Linked DNA regions of Anser cygnoides: region 1 is linked to region 2. A link is a contact called in public Hi-C data. All regions are on one chromosome and are shown on one strand. The core of a region is the stretch at or near the end of the contact, and the rest is flanking DNA. Distances in the headings are between cores, read along the strand shown.

What was found. Hi-C and Micro-C count contacts between places; a contact is called where the count stands out from the background.
Region 1: a Hi-C map of liver shows a contact between it and region 2, with 8 times the contacts expected there. The contact joins two enhancer-like sites. A contact is called at or near these places in 2 of 7 Hi-C or Micro-C datasets (both in liver).

The regions. Positions count from the first base shown.
Region 1 is chr1:20,462,907-20,469,750 of Taihu_goose_T2T_genome, forward strand. No RefSeq gene overlaps it. Among named protein-coding and RNA genes, the nearest start is that of PIM3, 140 kb to the right of the region's middle. Within about 2 kb of position 2,360, at least 2 of the 3 cell types and tissues checked have open chromatin away from gene starts, as enhancers often do. A contact at or near this core is called in liver, where this site is marked.
Region 2 is chr1:20,375,783-20,381,935 of Taihu_goose_T2T_genome, forward strand. No RefSeq gene overlaps it. Among named protein-coding and RNA genes, the nearest start is that of CRELD2, 91 kb to the left of the region's middle. Within about 2 kb of position 3,814, at least 2 of the 3 cell types and tissues checked have open chromatin away from gene starts, as enhancers often do. A contact at or near this core is called in liver, where this site is marked.

The sequences.
Region 1 (6,844 bases), core at 1,110-3,609, 86 kb after region 2:
GTATAAATTGATTTAGGTCCATTGAAGTCAGTTTACACCAGCTGAGAATGTAGTCTTGTGTTTGTTGACTGGAAGCTAGCTTCAATATCTTATCCAGGCTATGTGTAGTTAAAATGATTGCATCTATTCTGACCTGAACAGCTGAAGGTATTGCTTTCAGCTACAGAAGGTATTTCTAAATAGAGCATGAGGCAATGTCTCTCCCAGAGGTCCCAGCTCACACCTGGGGGTGCTGCTGCAAGGCTGCAGCTTATTCATCACTATTTTAGCAACTGGTCTAATATATAATTGTATATTGTGTATTAAACCAGTAATATAATTTGAGAAGCTCAATTTCTATTGTTTGACAATAAGTTGGACAACCTGGTGTAACTTTTCCTTTTGCAATATCAGAGAGTCTGTTGTGGAAATAAAATAAAAGGGAGAGAATCAGTCTGAAACATTCAAAAATGAGAAACAATTTCTATTTCTTCTCTTTATTCTTTTGATTTTATCAGTCGATGCTTAATATCATTACTGTAAGTTACATGCACCAGCCATGACAGACTTGGAAGTGAGCTTGAATGTAGTTGTAATCAGAGGAGTCCCTAAATACCTCCTGGGGCATTAACACCTATGCTACTTACTAGTGTTATTAAACCTAACTGGTGTATGATTGAGATCACCGTTTTCCCGGCACTCCTGAACACCATAATTTTCTTATGCATAGACAGAACAGAGTTACATACAAAAAAAGGTTTCCTGTTGTTTAGTAGCCAGATATCACTGACCTTTCTGGCTGCACAAAGTATTCTTCCAAAATGAACCTTTTTTTGTTGGTGTGCTTGCATGGAAAACAAAGTGAAGGAAAATTGACAGCATAGTTAATGGATGGCCATCATAATTTCATGGAAGCTCTCGTTATGCTCTAGGCTCTGTAGAAAAACTTGGGATGTCTGTCCACACACCAAAGGTTAGAATAGTTCTGAATAGTTTTAATTGACTATTACATTTAGATAATCAACCCACAATCTCTTCTGGACAATGAAGAAATAAAGGTCATGCTACATATATTACCAGTACCTGCCATATTATTTATTACTTCAAATATACGTTCTCACTAATTTAAAAAGATTTTCATCATCAGACGAGCTGGCATTGTATCTTACTTCCTAAACTGCTATTTTGCTACTGAAAGTTAATAATGAAATCCTGGTACATAACATACAGACATCATCTCCCAGAGAGAAATTAAATTAAAGATAAAAGTATAATTTTCTAACACATCTACATTGAGGAGGAGCTCCAGTAACTAGCTTGATAGTTTCATTGACTATGACCAAAGGCTTCTTGCACATCCTTGACAAAATGGAAACAGTCTTTAAAAGATGGCCAGTGGATATCCATAGGATCTTCATAAAAAATGAAAATCAGGCTCATGATATATTTTCCACTGGAGTCTATGAATGACTTGGGTAAGGGGTTATTGCTTGGGTGTGCATTCATTGCTAGTCTTTATTACTGAGAAAAAATAAAAGTTAAGGTTGTAAAGAAGAGACAACACATTGCATTTTTAAAGATTTCTTATTTTAGGTCACATAAAGTGTTCATTTGTATTTCACATTATAAAAGTAAGAGACCGAAATGAAAATATCTTGCTAAAATTGTAGGAAAATAAACACTGCTTCTATGATCCTCCAGAGTACACAAAACCCCTAATGTTATTGGTCATTTTGTGAGAGCACTGCGTTTAACATAGGACAGTAAATTGCAGTTTACAAACAATTTTCCAATCTGCTTTCATAATGTAACACTTTTCCAAGCAGCTCTACTCCACTGGGCATCCCTGCTTTGGATTATTTGTTAGTTAGGTAACTCATGGATTCCTGCCAGTCCACTGGCCTCCCTGGAACCAGTCGTGTTTGCTAACCCTGTGCCTTTGTCTGTTTACAACCCTTTTAACACTGTATTGTTTGAAAATTCAGCATGATCTGACCTCTTATTCTAAATCAGCTGAACAAACAGGAACAAATTTGACATTTCCCTTGAGAAAACAAAACAAAACAAAATAAAACAAAACAAAACAAATGCCAACAACCAGATAATATATTGTTATATAAAATGTAATAATTGCATCTATATGAACCTCAGATTGTGATATTATTGTTTAATAGTCACACATAAGAAAATCAATTTCAATACTCAGTTGGGTATATTTTTATTCTGCAACAAAGCAAGATGCAGAGAAATTTGGGCTGACAAATACTTGTCAGCCCAGAAAATGGTTCTGCTAGAGTAATCTCAATTTGTCACTGAGCTTGAACTAGAAAACTGGCCTTAAAGAAAGCTTTTTAGCAAAGGTGTATTGATTCATCATTACATACTGCATGTTTCCAAGCTTCTGTGTTACACTGCAGACTATCAGCAACAAAGCTGTATTAAATTTTATATAAATATCAAAAACTGCAGAGCTTCCCCAAATAATTTATAATCCATAATAATAATAAATGCAATAGAGAAAACTCACTTCTTATAAATATGTAAGTCCTTTGTGAAATTTGCAGACTCTAGGATATCTGTTTCATCCAAATTTCCCTTTACTCTGTTTTCTTTTATCTACAGATCACTGTCCTTGTCTTTCCTCATAACATACATTGTCCGCTACATCCATCTTGCCTCCCTCTATCATGGTTTGCATTGCCTACATGGCTCACTTCTAATTGTTCTTAATATCAGCAATCTCATTTCTTGCCTTGCTTCTGCCTGGCAACAGACCTCCACCTTTACCACTGTTGATCTAATTACTTCTTCTAGATTGGCATTTAGGAGAAATATTCATGTCTTTAGCAAGATCGATTAACAGCACACCTCAGAGAGCAGTGCTACTGCTTAAGGGGAGAACAATTAGTAGCTTATATAAATGGACAACTTCTGACGTGATTAAAGTGATCTGTAAAACTGTCACACTAAGTGAATGCTTTAAAAGGCCTTTGTTCCTTTCCAAAAAAGCAAAGCCACAGAAGAAGTACTGTAGTTAGCAAAACTGATATTAATATTCAAGAACTGGACAGATTTCCTATGCTGTAGAAACTATGCATTGTTTAATTCTTCTGTTTATCCTTGTTTCTTATTTAAAATATTGAAGGAGAATGTCCTTAGCATGATGACTTGGAGTGGGATAATTCAGAGGAAATCCCCAATTAAAACAATGATTCATTGGTGATGAGTCAGTTAGGATTTGTCCCCTGAAGACAGCATTAGGCCAGTGCTGGGCAGATGGCAAGCCTGCTGGTTTGTGTGGTGAAGAGCCAAAATACAGTCCCAGATATTTCAAGCAATTAAAGAAGCCAAAGTAATTTTCACAAGAAAAAAAGATTTTGCTATGCGTCAACCATGTTTTGTCACTGTCATTATAGATATATATAAAGTGACAATATACATATGAAAATATATATATATATTTATATAAATTTCCTCCAAGGATTTTCAATTCAAAACTTTTTTTTTTTTTTAATTAATTAATTTAATTTGGAGGGGGGCAAAGGCCAAAACTATGAAGATCTTTCCAAATGGTAGTTTGGTGTGAACTAGATGCAAGCAGACAAAAAATGTGAAAGTTGAAGGCTGAACCAAATGCTTAGGGTTTTCATTTGGTCTCTGTTTCCACTGACTATGGGAGAGATCCATGGATGAAACAGAAGCAATATTCATCAATCCAAGGAAGATCTGAATATAGAGATTATAAATGCAAAATATTTCTGCATCTGACAGGAATGACATTGATGATATAGGGTCTATGGAGGAAGTACGTCATTGAGGTGTATTTTGATCAAAAAAACAAAACAAAACAAAACAAAACCTCTTAGTGTACACACTAAGTGTGTAGAAAAAACTCTACCTTTAGTTTTCAGTGAGCTCAGTAGAAATGGAAGACCTTCTTCTTCCATTAACCTAGGTACCCAATTCAGTATTCACAGCATGGAGTTATCTCTAGAAAGAAAACTCATTGTTCTGAGGTAAAATATTTGTGACTTATGTGTTTATTTTTTGTGCATCAGTTCATGGCAGATAGTTTTAGCACCGCTTCAAGAGTTCTGGACATAAAATTTTATAGTATCTTGTGCCTGAAAAATAAACTAAATATTAAGGGTCTTGTAGCTCTTTAGTAGGAAAGCTGTCATACATATGAAATCATATTTGGACTATCGGGCATATAAACATCAGTAATCCCTGTCCCTTGTTTTTATCTCTTTAAGTTTAAAGGTCCTTTCCTTCCTCTGACTCTGAAAAAATTTTGTATACACATTTGTGTGGTCAAGGAGAAATTCAAGCCAGAAACTTGTAAGTGAATTGTTCAGCTATGCTGTACCCATAGTTTAAATAACTAAAGTTGTGTATGAAGCCTTGGTTAGATCCTGCAAAACCTTTACCACACTAGTAAGCCATAGCACTTTCACACACCAAGTTGCATTTTCTGCTTTTGCTACTGGCTCAGGCAAAAGTAGCTGGAATGAGAAAGGGGGAGTTATGAGATACCAGTAAATGTCAGCGTTATCCAGTGTGCCAGCTAATTCTAGCTGTAGTCAGTGTTCGTTCAAGCACAGTCAGCTGATCTATACTATTGCCATGTACTAGTGGTAGGAACAGTGAGATCTTTTGAGGTAGAGATAGCTGGAATAGGCAATCCATGTATGCAGATGGCTGAGTAAACATTTAGACAGGGAAACAGTGAGCCATATTTACAAATATATCAAAGAATCTGTGCTTTCATCTAACAGTCTCAAAGAAAACAAACTTTTAGCAACATGAAGAAGAGGGTCCCTCATAAGAAAGACAAATTCCTATCACTCTTGACACATTACACCAAAAATCAAATTTATGGAAGTAAATTCATTCCTTAAAATTGATAATGAATTCTTTTTCCATGGACAGAAGAGTCCAGATTCTGTATCCAAGTGCCCTGCTAAATGTTAATGAGGAGATTGCTTCAAAAAAAAGATAATAAAAATAATAAAAAATAATAATAAAGATTCTTAAAGGTCCTTTGTTATTCCTCACTTCTCAAGCTTCTCCCAATTCTACCCTCTGGGCAACATAGCCTGTTTTGTTCCATGATTTGTTCTTGAGTACTTGAAGCAGAGGCCAAGGTGAATGTGCCACAGGAGCTTGTCTATCTCCATAAAAGCCCTAGTATGGGTGCAATTATCGTTAGGCTAACTGCAATCATCTTGGGACTATGATCTGCTGGCCTAACTTCTCTTGTATACTACAGTTTAAACAGATGCTGGACTGAGATCCTCAGCCACAACACAGAGGTTTCTTATTGTATTCTCTTGCTTGCCCTTCCATGTGGCTGGTTCACCTGGTTGTAAATCAAGATATCATCCTTTAAGGGACAAAAAATTATTTCTATTTTGTGATCACAAGAAACCTAGTGTGGAAATGTTGTTCTTTTCATGACTTTACATAATAGTTTGAAATATGCTCGTAAATACTTGGAGTCATCTAACTCCTCTTCTGAGAGCCAGGCCAGGTCAGTGTCATTTCAATTACCATTTTGAAAGTTTCTTATAACAGTGTTTTTCTTTTTTTTTTTTTTTTTTTTTTTTCTTTTTTCTCTTCAGTGCTAGAATGCAGTGCATGAAAATATATAGGATTTGTTGAGTTGGTTAGAAGTATGATATAGATGGATAAAAGAAAGCAGAATTCACAGATGCCTCTTTGCCTTCCTATTGCAATGCCTCACTTTTTTTTTTTTCATTTTTTTTATGTGAAATTATGAAGAAAACATTTATATTATAGCTTTAAGTGATATATGCTCCCCAAAATGTTAAATTTATTTAATTTGAAGAGCAGGTAAGGACTTATTAAGAAAAGAAAACTGCAATCTCAATTCAAATACATCTCCAAGTTCTAAACTCAAGTATTTCCCAACAACAACAAAAAAATGCTATCGATGATTGTATTACAGTAGCATTGTCACCTACTTCCTATATGGCAAAACATGATGTATAGCCAGTATATAACCAGAAGCTGAGAAGCTTGCTGTTGCTGGCTGTTTATATTCTCAGGGTACGCTTGAAATGCAGTTCAAAGGTATATCTGCAGCTCACATACTTAAGTAGATTTTAAGTGGTCTAGGTCAAGCTTAGAAAATAGTACAAACAACCTACCAAAGACCTTGGGTAAATTGTATAGTTAAATGCCTTGTCCTGGGCTGCTGTTGGGAATCTGTCAGTATCTGATCTGCATAGGCTAATGCAAAGGTAGAGAAATTTTCCTTGCAAAAGACTGAATTGGCTCTCCAAACAATTTTTATGCACCATAAAATATAATGTATATTAAAGTCATGAAACCACACATGATATGAAGTCACAGGCTTCCAGTCCTGAAAATTCCCTCCAGCTTGAAAATTTCCTGCTTAAAAACTCCATTCTTGCTAGAAGCTAGATCCAACATATACATGCGTGCTATGTATATTGACAGATCCTCAAAACACAAAGGCTAGAAGGAAAGAAAAGATCAACAAAGAACTGACGTATACATCAGTGATTTCAACTCATTAACAAAATCAAGCACTAAATCCAGGTGTACTGAATCTTACACCTGCAGTCCGTGTATTCAGGAAGGGAGTTTAATTATACCCAGGAGTGGTTTCTCAAGAATGTTTTATGAATGGGATTTGAAATAAGTACCCCAAGGTATAGCTTTAGTTCTTGTGTAATGAAAAGAAACAGAAGTTATCCAGCTACTGAACAGACAGAACATGTCTGAAGAAAGTTCATGATTAAAGATCAGAAGCTAAACTTGTATTTTGGCCTCCTAGAGATTTATTGGGTGATCTTGACACGTTGCAGTTTTGTGT
Region 2 (6,153 bases), core at 2,564-5,063:
GAAGGTTCATGTGCGTGCTGTTCACTGACATTTGAAAGATTTGCAGCTCCAGTGTCAGTCACTGGATGAAAACGAAGCAATTTGGTTTATTAATGTAGATGTCAAAATAGCAAAATATTTGGGACAATTATATTGGGAAATTGTCATCATCAATTTTATTTATTTTTTCTTATTGTGGCATTGCTTGAATACTGTATTTTCCACAGTTGAGAAAGTTGATAAACAGAATAACTGAGCTGAAGCTAAATCATCCATAAATCTACCTTTCAGCGTGGTGATTTGCCATTAATTCAGGCACCAGAACAAGTAACTTCATTAAATGCTATGTCGTGCTTCATCCAATTCCTCCAAAAAATAATTTTCTTAATAGTGGGTTTCTAAAGGAAATTGGTATCAATCAATCAAACACAAACATGCACCACTCTAGTTATGGATTATGCCAATATCATAAAACCAGTATGTTTAGTGCCTTAGGAAGAATGTATGTAAAATACAGCAAAAATATTTTGTCTTCCTTATAGGAGGATAATATGGACTACTTTTTTCATATAATAGTCAAAGGACACATTACCCTAAAAGAGGTGAAGAAGTATGGGTAGAACAAGCTGAGGCATGGAGAGGCAAGCCAAGGGAAGCAGACTCAGCCATCCCACAAAGATCTGGACCTGGGTGCAACCAATTCTTGAGTTTCCCATTAGGCAGTGAGGTTCCATGTCACCACAGCCATGACTTGGGACTTGAAGCTATCTGAAGTGATTTTGATCTGATGCTGATGAAGATGTTGTAGTGGTTTGACACTGATGAGCAGCTAAGCACCACCATGCTTCTCTCACTCACCTTCCTCGCGAGGATGAGTGAGAAAATACCATGAAAAAAATAATATATTAAAGAAAAAATCAGGTGTTGAGATCAGGACAGGGAGATTGTTCACCAGTTACTGTCACAGGCAAAACAGGCTCAGCATAAGGGAGATTAATATAATTTATTGCCTATTGATAACAGACTAGAGCAGTAAGAACTAAAAGCAAAGTAAAAACACTTTCCACCCATTCACCCACTCCTACATGCTCCCCCCAAGCATCACAGGGGAACAGCGTGGTCAGCCCCTGACGCTTTGTCCCTGCCAATCCTTCACGGTTCCTCTCTGCCCCTGCTCCACGTGGGGTCCCTCCCATGGGATGCTGTCCTTACAGAACTGAGCCTGTGAGGGCTGCCCACAGGCAGCAGCTCTTCAAGAACTGCTTCAGCATGGGTCCGTACCATGGGGGTCCATTCATCAGGAGCAAACTGCTCCAACATGGTTCCCCCACGGGCGGCAGCTCCCCCCAGACCTCCTGCTCCTGCGTGGGCTCCTCTCCACGGGCTGCAGCTCCGGCCCGGGGCCTGCTCCTGCGGGGGCTCTCCATGGGCCGCAGCCTCCTCCAGGCCACATCCACCTGCTCCACCGGGGGCTCCTCCACGGGCTGCAGCGTGGAGATCTGCTCCGTGTGGGACCCATGGGCTGCAGGGGGACAGCCTGCTCCACCAGGGGCCTCTCCACAGGCCGCAGGGGAACTTCTGCTCTGGCACCTGGAGCACCTCCTGCCCTCCTTCTGCACTGACCTCAGTGTCTGCAGGGCTGGTTCTCACTCCTCGCTGTCCCAGCTGCTGTTGCACAGCATTTTTTTTTTTCCCTTTCTTAAATCTACTCTCTCAGATGGCCAACCAAGCGTCACTCATGGCTCAGCTCTGGGCAGCAGCAGGTCCCTTTTGGAGCCATCTGGAGCTGGCCCTTATCTGACACGGGGCAGCTTCTGGGCTTTTCTCACAGAGGCCACCCCTGTAGCCCCTCTGCTACCAAGCCTTTGCCATGTAAACCCAGTGCAGAAGTGCAAAGCTACAAGCCATGCTATCATTTCCTTGAGCACATATAAGGTATTGTCAGGTTTTCAGACTTAGTGGAGAGTAAAATTAGGGAATAAGTAACTGACAATATAAGAGAGAGAAAATTCTACAGAATTCTATGTGGTAAATCTAGGGTCCATTTCTAGAAACAATTTTAGTGCGATATTTTTATGACTTAGATCAATGTTTTAGATGTTGATAAGTACTAATGATACTATTACTAAAGCTGAAGAGACCTATTTTTCTTTGAAAAGCTCAGAGTTTTCTAATGAGTACTGTGTAGTGTTATATTATTAATTATTTGAGAAGCATGTCAATGTATCTTTTTATCCATTTATCTACTGGTTGGTCTATTCATTGCTCTACCTAATTTCCCCCTTGCTGTTTGAGAAATTGTGGGAATGGTCCTAACCCAAATAAACCCTTTCACTGAGTAATCTTTCATATGCTCTTGTGAGAACTTACAGGTTCTCTCCTTGATGAGAAAGAGCTTTTTGTGCAATCACTGGAAGAGTTAGGCTATGAGTTACTGATAAACATGTTAGGGCACAAACTTGATCTGGCCTACAATTACCCCTGTTTAACTGTTAATGTTAGCAGTAAACCGGCCCCATGGAACAGTTTTGGCTCGCTGGCACTACCTGGAATGATGTCCAGGATCCATCTGTGGGATACTGTGGGCCAGGGAGCATTCCTTGCAAGTCGTATGGGTGAGGCCACTCAGTTTAGGAGAGATAAAGGATCTTATCTGTATGGCATGAGCTGGATGGCCCCATTTGGTCTCAGCTAGGTAATGCAGAGTTTCCCACATGTGCCAAGGTGTGCACTGTCTCACAACCATGCTGCTGAAGCAGGTGAGATTGGAAGGTGAGTCAAGCAGAAGATGACTGAAATAAAGAAGAGTAAATGGGCTTGATTACAGTCAATCTCAGCTGTTTCTAAATCACTTGGTCACTCTCCTATGCCATTTCAGAGTTTGCAATACCTATGATGGGCATGTGATGGGAATGCATTATCAAGAGGCATGCCTTAAGCCTCTTGTTTTTGTTAACATATGTAAATCTAAAAAGACTCCATAAAAATCAGTATAAGTATAAAATATATATAAAAAATAAGTATAAAAAATAAGTATAAGTTTTTCATATAAATATGTGGCCCATACATAGCAAAAGAAAGAAACAAAAGCAAGCAGGTCCAAACCTAACTCCAGGTACCTTGACTGCACTGACTGCAAAACTTCAGGACAAGTGCAATTCTCCTCATTTCACCCACAGAGAAGAGAAACCTCTAACTCCCACAGCTCCTCTCACAGCCCTTTCTTTTTTTATGATGCTCTCAGGAGACTTCTGCCTTTAGTCAGTCATCCTCGCTGTGAGTATCTTTAAATTGTAATTAGCTAACCTTCCAGATTCTGGCGACCCCTTTGTCAGAAGGGTTCACAGGGATATCATGCCTATGTGATGGAGTTGAAAGCTGCTAAATTAATAAAGGACTGACTGCAGATATGATTCTTTGTATATAGTAGAAATCCTGTCTTACTAGCAGGTAAAATGAACCCTATAATAACATAGGTATGCTTGTACACTTGTTTTCCTATATTTTACTTTCTGTCAATTAACACTCCATATTTAAGAATACCATAATCTGTGCATGTGTGTCACACGGGGAATTTACACCTTAGCCTGCTCACTTGTTACCCTCATCCTTTAGGATCCCCAAATCAATTTCATTTTTGCATTCTGTGTGTACGTGCCTCTCAGTCACATGCAGAAGCCCTACATGAAACAGCCTCAAAGGACAGGTCAAGGCCTGTTTTATTTACAGGCTGAGATAGCCTCAGTCACTCAGCTTCTGCAGGCAGTTTGCATTGTCTGTTGTGTGTCAGTCAGCTGGCCAGCCCTCAGAGAGCCTTTAACTTACAAATAAATATAAAGATGAGAAGAGGCAGGGTTGAGAAGATTACAAGATGGGACCTACCTGTTTTGAGGAAGATACAAGCTGCCTTGAGGAACCAGAAGCTGTCCTCTGGATAGTAGTAGTGTTTGTATCTAAAATGTTTGTGTCTGATTCTGTACTCCACTACCAAAACTAAGTCATAGCAGGATGAAGACACTGGGAACATGCTGTGAGTGATGGGAGAAGAAACAGTATTACCCTAGAGTAGTCAAATTCAACCATCGGTTTCAGCAGCAGGGCAGTGAGATTTGCACCTGTGGATAGTGCTAAACACCCACAACACCACACACCCTTGTCACACATTGGAAACGTGTGGTTTTGAGATTTTCTCCTTTGCTGGGGTCGTGCAGTCACTAGGTAATGTTTGATCTCTGCAGTATCATGACCTTCCATCTCAGGGTAAGTTTTGGCCTCTGAGTTGACAAATCATCACTGGTTTTTTGAACTCTGCTTTATTACAGTAAAGTTACATCAGCATACCTACACCGGCTTCTTGTACTATGCTAGGAAAAGGTTCAGCAAGAGCTAAAACCCTCTCTGGCCTAGGTTTGAACCTTATTTTAAATACAAATATCTCTCCTTTTCAACATAGTCAGGAAAGATAGGGTCATCTTTATACCTGATATCTCAAGCAAAGCAGTGGGTAAATATCAAAGATGTTAAGGCAAGGCAAACATATCCCTTTTATGTTTGTGGGCAGCACTAATGACACAGGGTGAAATTTATCCTCTTATCAAAGGTCAACATAAATCTAGGCACTACTTCAAAGGTGCATTGATCCTATAACTGGTTCCTGGCACTGAGCTGGATTTCACCAAAGTGCAAAACTTATGAGAATCAATAAATTTTATATATCTGTGTAGAAAATACGAGTCTGTTTAGATACACACACATAGCAATACGCACCAACTATCCTGATTTTGCTGGGACAATGTATAATTTTTTACCTTGTGTTCACATATTTTGGACAATTCTTTCTAGCCAGCTGTCCCTCCCTCCCACTTCATCAGTCAAAACATCCATGCTTTCTGCAACTACACAATATTTACTCAAGTTTTGTGTTTACCAGGAAGAAGGTGACAGTCCAGTGACTGAATATTTAGTACTGCAGATGCTGCTTGGTTTGAAGGGGAAAACAAGAACAAAGGAATTATCAAAGCTGTTGTTTCAGGTCTTAGTGAATAATAATGGCAGCTGTTTATTGTTTCCAATTACATTCAGTTAAGCCTCCAAGATATCAGAAAGTTCTTGCACACAATGAAAATGTGAAAGGAGAGGAAGAAGGCAGCAAAGCCAATGCTAGACCAGCTTAAAATTGATGTCTTTTTGGTCACAAGCATAAATGAGTCACTGCGGAGGTGGCATGGGACTTTTGTATTGTGAGTATGGTCACACTCGGTGTGAACCTTTGCACTATACATACCGTAGAAGAAGACATGGCATCTGCAGTTGGTGTTTTTCTTTCTTTTGTATTTTCTTTCTGTGGTTGTACTTGAACAGGGTGTGCCAATATTTGCAGTCTGAGGAGTAGCATCAGGACATCTAGTATTCCAGTCTAGTATTAAAAGTAGTGAAAACACTGCAACTGCTTGCGCTTTACCTTTATATGAATTAGTCACTGGTCCCTGCACTCTCTAATTATAGACTGCCTTGGTGTTACAAATACAGAGCATGATGGAAGGACTTCACTTTTTTTTTTTTTTTTTTTTTTTTGCTAGGGTAATGGAGAAGACTACTTTAAATTTGTGCTTGAAGCTGTCCTGTGCTTGGAAAGTGAGTGAGGAAGCGAATATGATTATAGTGGGTGGTATCAGCTGAGATGTATTAGGGGGTAATTTACTCAAGATACGTAAGCTAGTGTGTGTGTCCTTTAGTCATGAGAAAATCAAGATTTTTTTAATTATTTTTTTTAATCCATAAAGATTCTTTACATATCTCAGTTGAATATTTTAACCTGAATTGCTTTCTCTATATAAACCAAAGGTAACTAAATCCCATGTGCTATGACTCATTGTACAAGTTATAATTTATTAAACTGTTATATTCACAAGTTTAAGTCAGAATTCCTTTGTTCAGTCATGTACATGATTGCTTTGGGGGCTCTGATAGGTCACACTCTGACAGCATCAAGCATAATTTTCTCCTGAATATTTTCACACCCCCTACAAAAGCCAATGTTTATTTGGTTTTGCCTTATTTAAGAGTGCATTCATTAGTTTATAACCTTTTGTGATGCTTTCTAAGATTCAACTGAATGACTCAAATCTGTAAGAATCGCAGATTTCCTGAAGATGTTATTATGACATAAAACAC